Regions from separate parts of the Mus musculus genome. Here all the other regions are linked to region 2. The links are chromatin contacts, called in public HiChIP or PLAC-seq maps. All regions are on one chromosome and are shown on one strand. Each heading gives the region's core, a stretch centred on a gene start, on an enhancer-like site or on the middle of the called end of the contact. The rest is flanking DNA. Distances are from core to core; before and after follow the strand shown. Region 1 has its middle 7.7 kb from the start of Gm32968. Region 2 holds the start of Emc8 (ER membrane protein complex subunit 8). Region 3 has its middle 43 kb from the start of Gm32968.

The links. HiChIP or PLAC-seq counts read pairs in DNA pulled down with a chosen protein or histone mark.
Region 1: a FOXA1 HiChIP or PLAC-seq map of pancreatic cancer cells shows a contact between it and region 2. The contact joins the enhancer-like site here to the promoter of Emc8 in region 2. A contact is called at or near these places in 1 of 15 datasets of contacts at CTCF or cohesin (embryonic stem cells), 4 of 115 datasets of contacts at active chromatin or transcription factors (the SCID.adh cell line, astrocytes, forebrain and 1 more) and 2 of 9 other capture datasets (adipose tissue and pancreatic islet).
Region 3: a FOXA1 HiChIP or PLAC-seq map of pancreatic cancer cells shows a contact between it and region 2. The contact joins the enhancer-like site here to the promoter of Emc8 in region 2. A contact is called at or near these places in 4 of 39 promoter capture datasets (the C10 cell line, hematopoietic stem and progenitor cells, hippocampal neurons and 1 more), 1 of 484 Hi-C or Micro-C datasets (embryonic stem cells) and 11 of 115 datasets of contacts at active chromatin or transcription factors (SST interneurons, astrocytes, double positive thymocytes and 6 more).

What each region holds. Positions count from the first base shown.
Region 1 is chr8:120,318,215-120,321,828 of GRCm38.p6, forward strand. It overlaps a transcript of Gse1 not described here. Among named protein-coding and RNA genes, the nearest start is that of Gm32968, 7.7 kb to the right of the region's middle. Within about 2 kb of position 1,452, at least 58 of the 459 cell types and tissues checked have an H3K27ac peak or open chromatin away from gene starts, as enhancers often do. A contact at or near this core is called in the SCID.adh cell line and pancreatic cancer cells, where this site is marked.
Region 2 is chr8:120,666,595-120,670,634 of GRCm38.p6, forward strand. Emc8 (ER membrane protein complex subunit 8) reads right to left here and starts at 1,493. Exons shown (of 5, transcript NM_010926.6): 1 at 1,163-1,493. The coding sequence starts at 1,384. Gm27021 (predicted gene, 27021) reads right to left here and starts at 1,548. Exons shown (of 4, transcript NM_001308449.1): 1 at 1,163-1,548. The coding sequence starts at 1,384. It overlaps Cox4i1 (cytochrome c oxidase subunit 4I1), which reads left to right and starts at 1,631. Exons shown (of 5, transcript NM_009941.3): 1 at 1,631-1,761; 2 at 2,715-2,788. The coding sequence starts at 1,652.
Region 3 is chr8:120,282,833-120,286,456 of GRCm38.p6, forward strand. It overlaps a transcript of Gse1 not described here. Among named protein-coding and RNA genes, the nearest start is that of Gm32968, 43 kb to the right of the region's middle. Within about 2 kb of position 2,364, at least 87 of the 459 cell types and tissues checked have an H3K27ac peak or open chromatin away from gene starts, as enhancers often do. A contact at or near this core is called in double positive thymocytes and pancreatic cancer cells, where this site is marked.

The DNA of each region.
Region 1 (3,614 bases), core at 202-2,701, 350 kb before region 2:
GACCCTGTGCAGACCTCAGAGCTCTGTGGCTCCCAGTCTGGGGAGGTGGGAGGGGTGGGCAGCTGCCCAGCCCGTTCTCCAGAGGAAAGCCGGATAGAGCCGAGATTTCTCTGGGGCAGTTGCCTGCCCACGTGCCCGCTTAGCCCCTGGCAAGGCTGCCATATCATACCTCAGCTGTACTCTTCCAGTTTCCCGTCTGAATGTCCTGTGTTGGGAGGTGGGCTGAGAAGGGAAAGAAGAAATCAAAGAGGAGGAGGAGGGGGAGGAGAAGAAGGGAGGATGGAGGAGGGGGAGGAGGAGGAGAGGGAGGAAAGACTGCTTGAGTGCGCTCTAATCTTCTTCCCAGCCGTTCAGCCTTCAGGAGCCTCCAATTAATCATTATTAATTTAATCCTCAATGACTCAGCCAAGTTCTGACAGAGACCAGCCGAGATTTATCCTACCTGTTCAGGGGATGACCCTAACAGAATTCAGTGGGTCGTCACTGCCCGAGCCAGGCCCCCCTTGGATCCCTCTGTGGGGATTTACCGAGACCCATGGCTTTCAGGGCATCGATGCGTCATCTCCAGTGGCTGAGTCACAAAGTGGCCGGCTGGGTTGCAGGGCTAGCCTGGCGAGGCCTTGCCACTGGAATGGCTGGAATGGGGTCTAGGAGACTGCAGGTTTTCATAGGTGCCCCTAGCCAGTGATACAGAATGGGGGTGGCGGCTCCTCTTAAACCAAACACCTGAGCTCCCCAGGGTCAGTTCTTGGCTTACTCTAGTAGGCGGCAGTCAGTGTTCGCTGCTTTAACAAATAGCTCCCCTTCCCGTGAGCTGTTGTTTCCTGCAGTGAAAATGGTTATATTTTCCAGCCAGGCATGGTGGTGCAGGCCTGTGATTCTAGAACTTGGGAGGCTGTAGTAGGAGGGTCACAAGTCTGAGGTCAGTGTGGGCTACAGAGGTACAGGGTACAGCCTCTAGATTCCATCTGTGTATATGTGTGCATGTACACCACACACACACACACACACACACACACACACACACCCCTACTTCGAACAAAAATGCACGTTTTTGCTGACATTGTGGCCCAGGAAGTGACCCTGGGGCCCTAGCATTGTCCCTCCTGTGTCCCACCTGGCCAGCGATGCAGGAAAACAGGCAGAAGTGACCACTTCTTTATGATGCTGTGTGGCCATGTCAGAAAAAGGAGAGGGATGTGGTATGCACCAGCTGTCTAAGCCCAGCAAGTGCCTAGCAATCAGGACAGGTAGCCAAGTGACCGGAGGCCTACCCTGTAGCCCATGGCCTGTGGCCTTTCCAGCCTCAGGTCCAGTCACACAGAGGTCAGCACACGGCCAGGAAGTGAGTGGGTCCATCTTTGGGTTTCTCTGTTGAGTCACACCCAAGGGTGCTACCAGGGAGCTGCCTGGGTGTGGCTGCCCTCCGGTGGTCAGCCAAGGTGCTGCTCCTGCCTGTCTCCTGCACGAAGCCCTCCCTGCCACCAGAGGGCGCAGGAGTGCCTGTCCTCTGCGCTGACCCTGTCGATTCAATTGTCTGTCTATATGAGCCCCAGACATGAAGTGGCTGTTACTTGACAAAGAGCCTGCCCTGTACCAATGATACCTGGACTTGTTCCTTGGACCTTCACAGCACCCCCACCCGGGTGCCACATCCAGGTTGCTCCCATCTTACAGTTAAGGAAACTGAGGCATCAGAAGGAGCTGGTGCCTTCCAGCAAGGGCCATAGGGCACGTGTGGGAGGAGCTAGCGGGATGGTGGAATACACCTGCAGCTTGTTGCTTTCTGAGGTACCTGGGTGTCGGTCTGGCTGGTTGGAGGTAGGGACACCCATGACATCAGGAGGCCTTCTAGTAAATGTGGGCATCCTCCTATAGCCTATTGCTAAGGGAAGTTTTCTTATCCATTTATTAAGAGTTGAGCCCCGGGCTGAGTAATGGCTCCGTAGTTAAGAGCACTGGCTGCTCTTCCAGAGGACCAGGGTTCAATTACCAGCAACCACATGGCAGCTCACAACTGTCTGTAGCTCCAATTCCAGGAGATCTGGCGCCTTCACAGGTATACATGCAGGCAAACCACCGATGCACATAAAATAAAATAAATAAAATTTAAAAAGACTTGACTCCGCCCCCATGGGACTCCGACCCCATGCTGGGAGTGGTGGGATACAGAAAGGGAAAAAAAACCAAACCCAGACTGGAGTGGGTACCTTTCTCTCTGGTTTGATAAAATGTCCTGCAAAAGCAATGGATGGATGGAAGGAAGGAAGGAAGGAAGGAAGGGAGGGAGGGAGGGAGGGAGGGAGAGAGGGGAGGGAAGGAAGCCAGGCAGGCAGGAAGGAAGTGTTTACTTTTACTCTCAGTTTGACAGGACAATCCAGCATGGAGGTAGGAGCATGAGACCACTGGGCACATGGCATCCAGAGTCAGCAAGCAGACAGAGTCGGATGCTGGTGCTCAGCTCGCCAGCCTGTGGCGTGTTGTGGCCCTCAGTCAGACTGAGTCTCCCCCCCCCCCTCAATAATTAGGTCTAGAAACTTCCTCACAAACGTGATTGGACACTTGTTTCTTAGAGGTGATTCTGATCTGGCCAAGTGACAGTCGAGAGTAACCGTTATGAACACTGAACCCCAAAAATGGTCTTTGAGGGGAAGTTCTCAATGAACATCCCCAAAAGAATATATACTTTTTTTTTAAGATTTTTTATTTATTGATTATATGTAAGTACACTGTAGCTGTCTTCAGACACTCCAGAAGAGGGAGTCAGATCTTGATACGGATGGTTGTGAGCCACCATGTGGTTGCTGGGATTTGAACTCCTGACCTTCGGAAGAGCAGTCGGGTACTCTTACCCACTGAGCCATCTCACCAGCCCAAGAATATATACTTTGCTGAGTTTGTTTACACAAACTCTAATCTAGCTACTTTGGAGGCAGAGGCGAGGAGGCCTGTCTGGACAACTTGGATAGCTTACTGCAACTGTCTCAAAAGAAAGAAAAATTGGGTGGGAGAGATGGCTTGGTGGTTAAGAGCACTGACTGCTCTTCCAGGGGTCCTGAGTTCAACTCCCGACACCCACATGGTGGCTCACAACCATCTTCTGTAACGGGATCCGATGCCCATTTCTGGTGCGTCTACAGCTACAGGGTACTCACATGCATAAAATAAATACATCCTTTAAAAAAAAAGAAAAAATTAAAAATTAAAAAGGACTAGGGATGTAGCTCAGGATATTGTGCCTAGTCTGCATAAGGCCCTGGATTTATTCCCCAGTACAGTAGCAATTCTCCAGTCCCCAACAACGATGACCATGGGGCTGGCAGGATAGTTCAGTGGGTTAGGAACCAGGAGTGTGCACCACGCTATAGGCCCGACTCAGGAGCCTAGGCTTTCTGCACTGACTGATGGTCTGAGTTCAATCCCCAGGGCCCAGCTGGAAGGTGGATCTCACCCTCTGACCTTCACACGTACACAGTGGCACAGGCACACCTAAACACATCACACGAAAGAGTAGGTGAATGAATAAATATAGAAATACAATTTTTAAAAAAAAAATGACTATGGCTTGCTGGAGAGATGGCTCAGAGGTTAAGAGCGCTGGCTGCTCTTCCAGA
Region 2 (4,040 bases), core at 243-2,742:
AAAAGCACGCTTCTCTTCTGGAACGAAGTATCATCTGCAAACCTTCCTCCTGCTCAGAAAGAATCTAAAAAACATTCAAAATGTGCCCAGTAAACGTGCCGATTTGCCTGTAGGCTCTTGTAGTTTGCTGGAAATTACCTCTGGTGTTTTAATGTAAATTAAATAATGGATGAGCAAGGTGTGGTGGTAGTGCACACCTTTAGACCTAGCCTCAGGAGATGGAGGCAGGCTGGTCTGTGTGTAGGACGCCAGCCTGGTCTACAGAAGAGTCCCAAACTCGGCAAGGCCACAAGAGTGAAACCCTAACCCTCTCCCCCAGAAAACAAAAGAAACAGAAATCAAGGAATGCGAGTCGCGTCGGTAATCCCAGTTCTCAGGAATCTAGAGCAGGAAGTGCTGGGAGTGCCAGGCTAGCATGGGGGGCTACATTCAAAGCAAGTCTCCGATTCAATGCAGTCATTTTGGTGGGAGAGGGGGAGACAGGATTAGCATTCCCTCCTAGGCCAGCTCAGATTTTTAACTTCAGAGCTCATTCTGAGATGTAAATGAGGCTGTGGGGAGACTGGGTGGTTACGGGTCTGATCTGTTTCTCAGGTGCGTCAGGACTGCACCTGAGAGCGCTTCCAAGATGTAGTAAGCAGCGCCTGACCATATCAGTCCAGGGCTTTATAAAGGCAAACCGCAGAGTTAGAATTCCGGGTCTTGCAAATGTCTCTTAAGCAGAGAAACCGAGTTTGATTACAAGCGCAGAAACAGCAGTCCGTATTATAACCTATAATCTTGCTAAAACAGCAAGTCTGGGGCAAAAAAATCGGCAAGTGGACCCACAAAATACAAAAACAAACAAACAAACAAAAAAACCTCTGTAAAACTAGAGATTTACATGCTATAGGCATTTTTTTCTTTGTGGCCTCACAAACACATTAAGTTTAAACTTTAAACGTTACCTATCCCAGATCTCACTAATGTAGACCAGGCTGGCCTCGAACTCTTGCCTCCCCATCTCGAGTGCTGGTTTTAAGGACGTCCACCACACATTCGAGTTTCTCGGTCATCTTACAAAACCTCGAGAGCTCCCCGGGAGCAGCCGCAGCGTCCCGCGAAGGGCGCCCGACTCCGCCCGGCCCGGAACCCCGCGCCGCGGCCTCGACCGCGAGCTTACCAGGGTGAGCGCCACCTCCAGCATGGGCGTCAGAGCCAGCGTGCCGTGGAAGAGCGGGATGCAGTCCACGAAGAGCGTGTGGCTGCCCGCTCCGGGAGGATGCTCCTTGCGCGGCCTCTGCCTCTCGGCCACCAGGAGCCCGTTGACGGCGCAGTGCGGGTACTTGGCGCCGTGGAGCACCATCTTGCAGTAGGCCTGCGTAGTCAGCTTCACGCCGGGCATCGCGACCCACGCACCGCGGTCCTCCGCCACGACCCTCCGCTGCACGCCGTGACGCTCTCGCACCTCCGGCCGCGGCCTCCCGCCTCAGCCGGTCGGCCGGAAAACGTCTGCCGGAAAGCAGCTGCTACCCGCTCGGCCTTTCGCGACAGTTACCGCCCCGCCCCGCCTCGTCCTGCCCCGCCCTGCCCCGAGCCGCGCCGCCCCGCCCCGCCCCGCCCCGCGCTCTGAAACGGACGGGCTTGGGGCGGGGCTTCCCTGATTCCCGCGATGCTTCGCGGCTCCGTCTTGGTCTTCCGGTTGCGGGCCCCGTTCTTCCGGTCGCGAGCACCCCAGGGTGTAGAGGGCGGTCGCGGCGGTCGCCTGGGCAGCGGTGGCAGGTGACGGCCTTGGACGGCGGGTGAGGGTGGCACGGTCGGGGGCCCGAGGACCTGGAGCGCCGGGGCCGGGAGCGGTGCCTCCGAGACGCCCCCGGACCCGGGACTTGAGCGGCTCGGTGACCTTGGGGCGCCCGCTTCCCCGAGCGGGTCTGTTGTCTCGGGTCCCCGCTCCGGCCTGCCGGGCACCGGGCGTTCCCGCTGTGCCAGGCCCGAGGGACAGCGACCTGAGCCCTGACGTCACGCTACGGTTTCTGCCGCCCCGGGCGTTGATTTTTTTTTTCCCGGGCTCGGACGTTCTTTCTCGGGGATCGAATCTCAGGGGTTGTGCTACAGTGAGGCGTGGGGCTCGGGTCGCTGGGGCGGGTGACAGGGTCATCCAGGTCGCCTGCGGGACGCAGGAACGGGAAGCGGGCCAGGGCCTGAGCCTGGGCGGCCTCCTCCCGCTTGCCCTTCGCAGTCTCTGTACAAGTCAATTTTTAAAATAAAACTCAGTCGCAGGAGGTGTGCTACCGTGCTATCTATCTATCTATCTATCTATCTATCTATATATCTAGTTCTAGCAGTTTCAGTCATTTTTGTCTTTCTAGTTAATTTTTTAAGAAGCCGGATTTATAGTCATTGGCCAAAGCCATGTATATTACAGCCCTTGGCTTGATGTAAGGAAGTTCACCCTGTGCCTTCGCATCAGTAATAAAAACCGGATCCTGGGGGCATGCCTCTGGCCTGTAATGCCGGCTCTTACGAGGTAGAGGAAGGTAATAGTGGAAGCTTTCAGGCCAGTCCGTGCCTTAAAAAGTTGATGAAATCATTACCAAAAAAAAAAAAAAAAAACATTTAACATTTCGGGGGATAAGTTGCATTTACTTCCTTAATGTTTTGCCGCAAAAAGACTTTGGCTAAAAGGTGTTTGCTGTCATTGTTAAGAGGTATAAGGGTTTTTTTTTGTCTTTCAGAATGTTGGCTTCCAGAGCGCTGAGCCTGATTGGCAAGAGAGCCATTTCTACTTCGGTGTGCCTTCGAGCACATGGTGAGCAGGACTTTCACTCCCTTCCCTGCCCTTTTCTTTCTCCTCCCTTTGGTTTTTCATGACAGGGTTTCTCTGCATGGCTCTGGCTGCCTTGGAGCGCAGAGACTTAACCTGCCTCTGACTCCCATGTTCTGGGATTAAAGATGTGCACCGCCATGCCCGGCTCAGGACTTTTACTTTCTTTTTCTTTTTTTTTTTTTTTTAAAGATTTACTTATTTATTTTATGTATATGAGTACACACAGTAGCTGTACAGATGGGTGTGAGCTTTCATCTGGTTGTTGGGAATTGAATTTAGGACCTCTGCTCGCTCTGGTCAACCCTGCTCGCTCTGGTAGACCCCGCTCATTCTGGTCCAAAGATTTATTTATTATTATACATAAGTACACTGTAGTTGTCTTCAGACACACCAGAAGAGGGCATCAGATCTCATTACGGGTGGTTGCTGGGATTTGAACTCAGGACCTCTGGAAGAGCAGCCAGTGCTCTTACCTGCTGAGCCATCTCACCAGCCCCCGACTTTTACTTTCAAACAGGCAAACTAAATGTCTTTTTGCCCCTATGTCTCAGGTCCTGTGCTGGGATTTTTTTAACAAAGATGCCTGGTAGCTTGGCCTTACCGGGATTTTAGGGAGAGATGAGAATTTGAACAGGGCGTTTGCCTGCTTGAAGGAGCATGGATAAATCCTATTAGTCTGGGTCTTTGCTTGCTTTATTTTCTTCTTACATTTTTTTCTCTCTCCCTTCTTCCTTCCCTCCTTCCTCTCAGTCTCACTGTGTAGCTCTGACTGGCTTTGGACCCACAGGGTTCCAGACTGTGCCTCGTGAATGCTGTGGTTAAAGGCAGGACACCACACCTGTAAAGTTCTGTCCCTCTGTCTGGCGCCATGTCTGTCTTTAATCTTTTCCTGCCACAAGCCTCTGTAAACGCATAAAGCCCGCTTCTGTTGCCATCCCAGAAGCATGAAGCGAAGGGAGGCTGCTGGGCTTGAGTCTGAGCTGTGTGGATTTCACCTCAGCCATGGGCCAGCTGCTGGTGTCCTAAGGCTCTGCAGCAGTGAGAGTGCTGTGTCCTGTTGCTCTCCCCGGGGCACCATAGGTGCAGGCTGAGACAGAAGGGTGTTGGGTAAGGGAAGTCCCTCTTTTATTATCCAACACGGAAAAGACATGCTCCATCTCCAAGCACAGATATCTGTGACAAGACCAGTTTTTGTCTGACTTGGCTGTCATTTTTTGGCAGTCTGGCCAGTGGA
Region 3 (3,624 bases), core at 1,114-3,613, 380 kb before region 2:
CTCTAACTGATAGCCTGGGGGAGCTAACCAAGTGGTTGCTACCGTCCTCTCTGACTGACATATCCCATCCCAGGCCTGTTACCTCCCATCTCTGGCCCTTTGAGTTTCTACTTCCCACTGCCTAGAGTGCTGTTCCACTGTTCCCAGGGCTGCCACCAAGGCACCGGTGACCACTGTGGGCTGCTGTTGTCCTTTGTCTCTGACGACAAGAGTCCCCTGTGCTAAAGTCAGCACTGTGCACCCTACGTCTGTCTAAAGTGTGGGAAGCGTGCTGGGGCACATTTGTTCAAATGGACAGACAGATGGACATTGGACAGATGGCAGTGGCACCTGGGTGAGTGGAGAAGGGGAGGCTGCTGTTTCCAGTGGGCACAGGAGGAGCTGAGACTGAGTGAGCTGGTACCTGAGGCCTGTCTTGGGACCTAGGGCTTCCTTCTGCCTCTCTGCCCCTCTGCCCCTCTGCCCCTCTGCCCCTCTGCCTCTGCCTGTCTGCTTTTCTCTCTGCCTCTCTTTAACTGCCTTTCTGCCTCTCTCTCTCTGCCTCTCTCTCTCTCTCTCTCTGCCTGCCTCTGCTCCTCTGCCTCTCTCTCTCTGCCTCTGGCTCTTTCTCTGCCTCTCTGCTCTCTCTCTCTGCCTCTCTTCCTCTCTTTCTGCCTCTCTTCCTCTCTGCCTCTGCCCCTCTGCCTCTCTCTCTCTTCTTTGCCTCTCTGCCTCTTTGCCTCTCTCTTTCTCTGCCCCACGCTGCTCCCCTCTACCTCTCTCTCTCTCTCTGTCTCCTTTGCCTCTCTTTCTCTGCCCCCTCTCTCTCTGCCCCCCTCTGCCTCTCTCTGTCTCTCTCTCTGTCTCTCTCTCTCTCTCTCTGCCTCTCTGCCTCCCCCCCAACTTGGCTCAGGTACCCATACCCTGAACTAAACTACCAGCCAAGGACCTGCATGTACTGGGGTTCAGAAGTGTGGGACTGATTGTGGGTCTCCAGCTCGTGGCCTCAGAGCCCTGCCTATGCCTCTCTCCTTGTTCGCCTTGATCTTGGAGGAGGCTCAGGCATGATGGAGCTGATCCATAGTCTCCGATGGAGACACCCAGACCAGAGCTGTGTGGCAGGTGGCTGTGCACCCAGAGAGGCTCTGTCTGCAGGCTTCTCCAGGGGAGCCTCTCCTCTCACTAGCAGCAGAGACGAAACACCAGCCTGTAGGGTTGTGGGTGAGCATAGCGTCGGAGGCCTGGTGTGGAGCCCTGCAGCTCTCCCTAGCTGAGACCTGGGCTGAGCATAGCTCATCTCCTAAGGAAGCAAGGCAGGAAGGCCTGGACTCTGAGCCTCTGCTGCTGCTGCTCTCCCTCCTCCTCTTCGTCCATCTCCCACCTCTATTCCCCCTCTTCTCCCCTCCCATTTATCTACCCTCCGACTCTATCTCCTCCCATCTCCCCTATTTCCCCATCTCCACCCCCACCCCACCCCCGTCTCTCTGTCTCACCCTCTCCGTGTCTCCTACATCTTTAATGTTTCTGTCTCACTGTCTCCAGATCACCGTTAGCCTCCCTAGCTGTCTCTCTCTGTCTCTTTCTCTCCTCTTCCCTCCTTCCCGCTTCTCCTCCGAGCTCCCGCCTCCCTCTCCGAGCAGCTGTTCCTAATAGACTGTTAATGACAGTACAGTGGGTGGAAGGCAGCATCCTGGGGGAGCCGCCATGATCTGTGTAATTGGTCTCAAAGGAGACAGAAGTGTCTAATATTTACACACCAGCATTAGTCCTTCGGGAACCTCATCTTGGCTGGAACCTTACAGGGAATGCTCCAATGCCATGTCCCATCACCCCATCCCTTGCTCTGAAGGGCTTTAGTTAAGGACCCAGCTTCTCTCTTTGGGTGCAGCATCATTGTCAGGAGTGGTTTGATCTGGTGGCCAGCTGCACAGTGTCCCTTCCAGTTAGAGCCATCGAGGGTATTTGCAGGAGACCCCAAGGAGAGAGTCTGAAGGAGCCAGCTCCCTGGTGAGGTCTGGGTGTCTGAATGCTGCCATGCCCTCTGCCCTCCTCTGCCCATGCAGAGTCAATATAGCCCTTGTTTTGCTTAGCTAGCAGGAGGCACAACTGGGAGATACTGTCTTCCTCAGGCTGTAGGCTAGCTGCCTCCTCGTCGCCAGTGGCTGGCTATACCATACCAAGAGGGACAGAACTGTGTTCATGGCCCCAAGTCTCCCTCCCACAACCTGATCATTTCTCTGGGTGCCAGGGGCTGTAAGCGCCAAAGAACTCCCAGGCATGGAAAGGGTGGGGCCAGAGAGAGGCGGGACCCAGGAAGGACAGAGCTGCAGGAGGCCTCTCCCCTGGGTTCCAAGTGAGAGCCTGCTGCCACTGCCCAGCTACACTCAAGCTTCCTTAATACTACAAACCTTTCCCAACCCCCTCACCCAGTGCTGGCAGTACACTCTACAGTACTTCCTTTGCACGTGTGTTCCAGTTCCAGCTGGGGCAACCACAGAGCACAGGGTGTCTCCAGGCCTCCTGTTGGGCTGGGGAGAGGTGTGTGTGTGTGTGTGTGTGTGTGTGTGTGTGTGTGTGCAGGAGCCCAGAAGCACAGGGTGTCTCCAGGCCTCCTGTTGGGCTGGGCAGGTGTGTGTGTGTGTGTGTGTGTGTGTGTGTGTGTGTGCAGGAGCCCAGAAGCCTATTGAGAGCATAGCAGGCTTCCACCTCCCTTGCTTCCTATGGAAACAGAGCCCTGCCAGCACCTTCCCGTGTCTCTGATCATAAAAACAATACGTGCAGTCTCCCGTCGGCTTTATAATTCAGCGTGCTCCCGTGTGTGGGGCTGGCATTTGTAAGAGCAGCTGTAAGTGGGGTTTTTCTTTCTTCCTTTTTTTTTTGTCTCCCCTCTATGACAGCCTTATTGAGATATAACTCGCAGATCACGCAAGCCACCCACTCGGTGTATTCAATGGTTGAGAATTGAACACACACAACATGGTGTGCCCATCACCAGCTTAATTCGAGAACATTCCCACTGCCCTCCAGAACCCAACCAATCCTGTCTCCTGCGTGACTGGTCCCCCATCCTTCCCTCCCCAGCCCTGGCAGCCGTAGCCCTCTGTCTGCCTCTGATGTTACCTGCTCTAGGCAGTCCTTGTCGGGGCCATCACACTCTGTGTGTGTGTGTGCGTGTGTGTCCCTCATGTCTGGCTTCTGCCACTGAACGTCAGGTATCCAGGTGTCACCCATGTGGAAGTTCCATTCATCGTGGCTGAATAGAATTCCTCGGTGTGACCTGCTCAGTTTGCTTTTCCACCGAGCCTGTTGGGGGTGGGGCAGCGTTTCATGTGGGCTTTTGTGAGTGGCATGGCTGTGAGCTGCCGACATAGACTTGTGTGTGTGTATGTATATATGTATGTATGTATGTATGTATATATGCAGGCATGTTTCCTTCTCTCTGACACACACATGGAATATGTCACAGCTGCCCAGTCTAGCCATCCTAGGCCCTTGCGGTTGTCCTTCTGAAGAGCCACACAGCCTGTCACTTCAGGGAAGGACACTTGCCTGTTTTGTCTGCCATCACCTTTCAGCCACCAGTATGACACTGACAACGGAATGGGTACTCAGGAGATACGGGGTGAGTGGCCCAGCCTGTGGTCA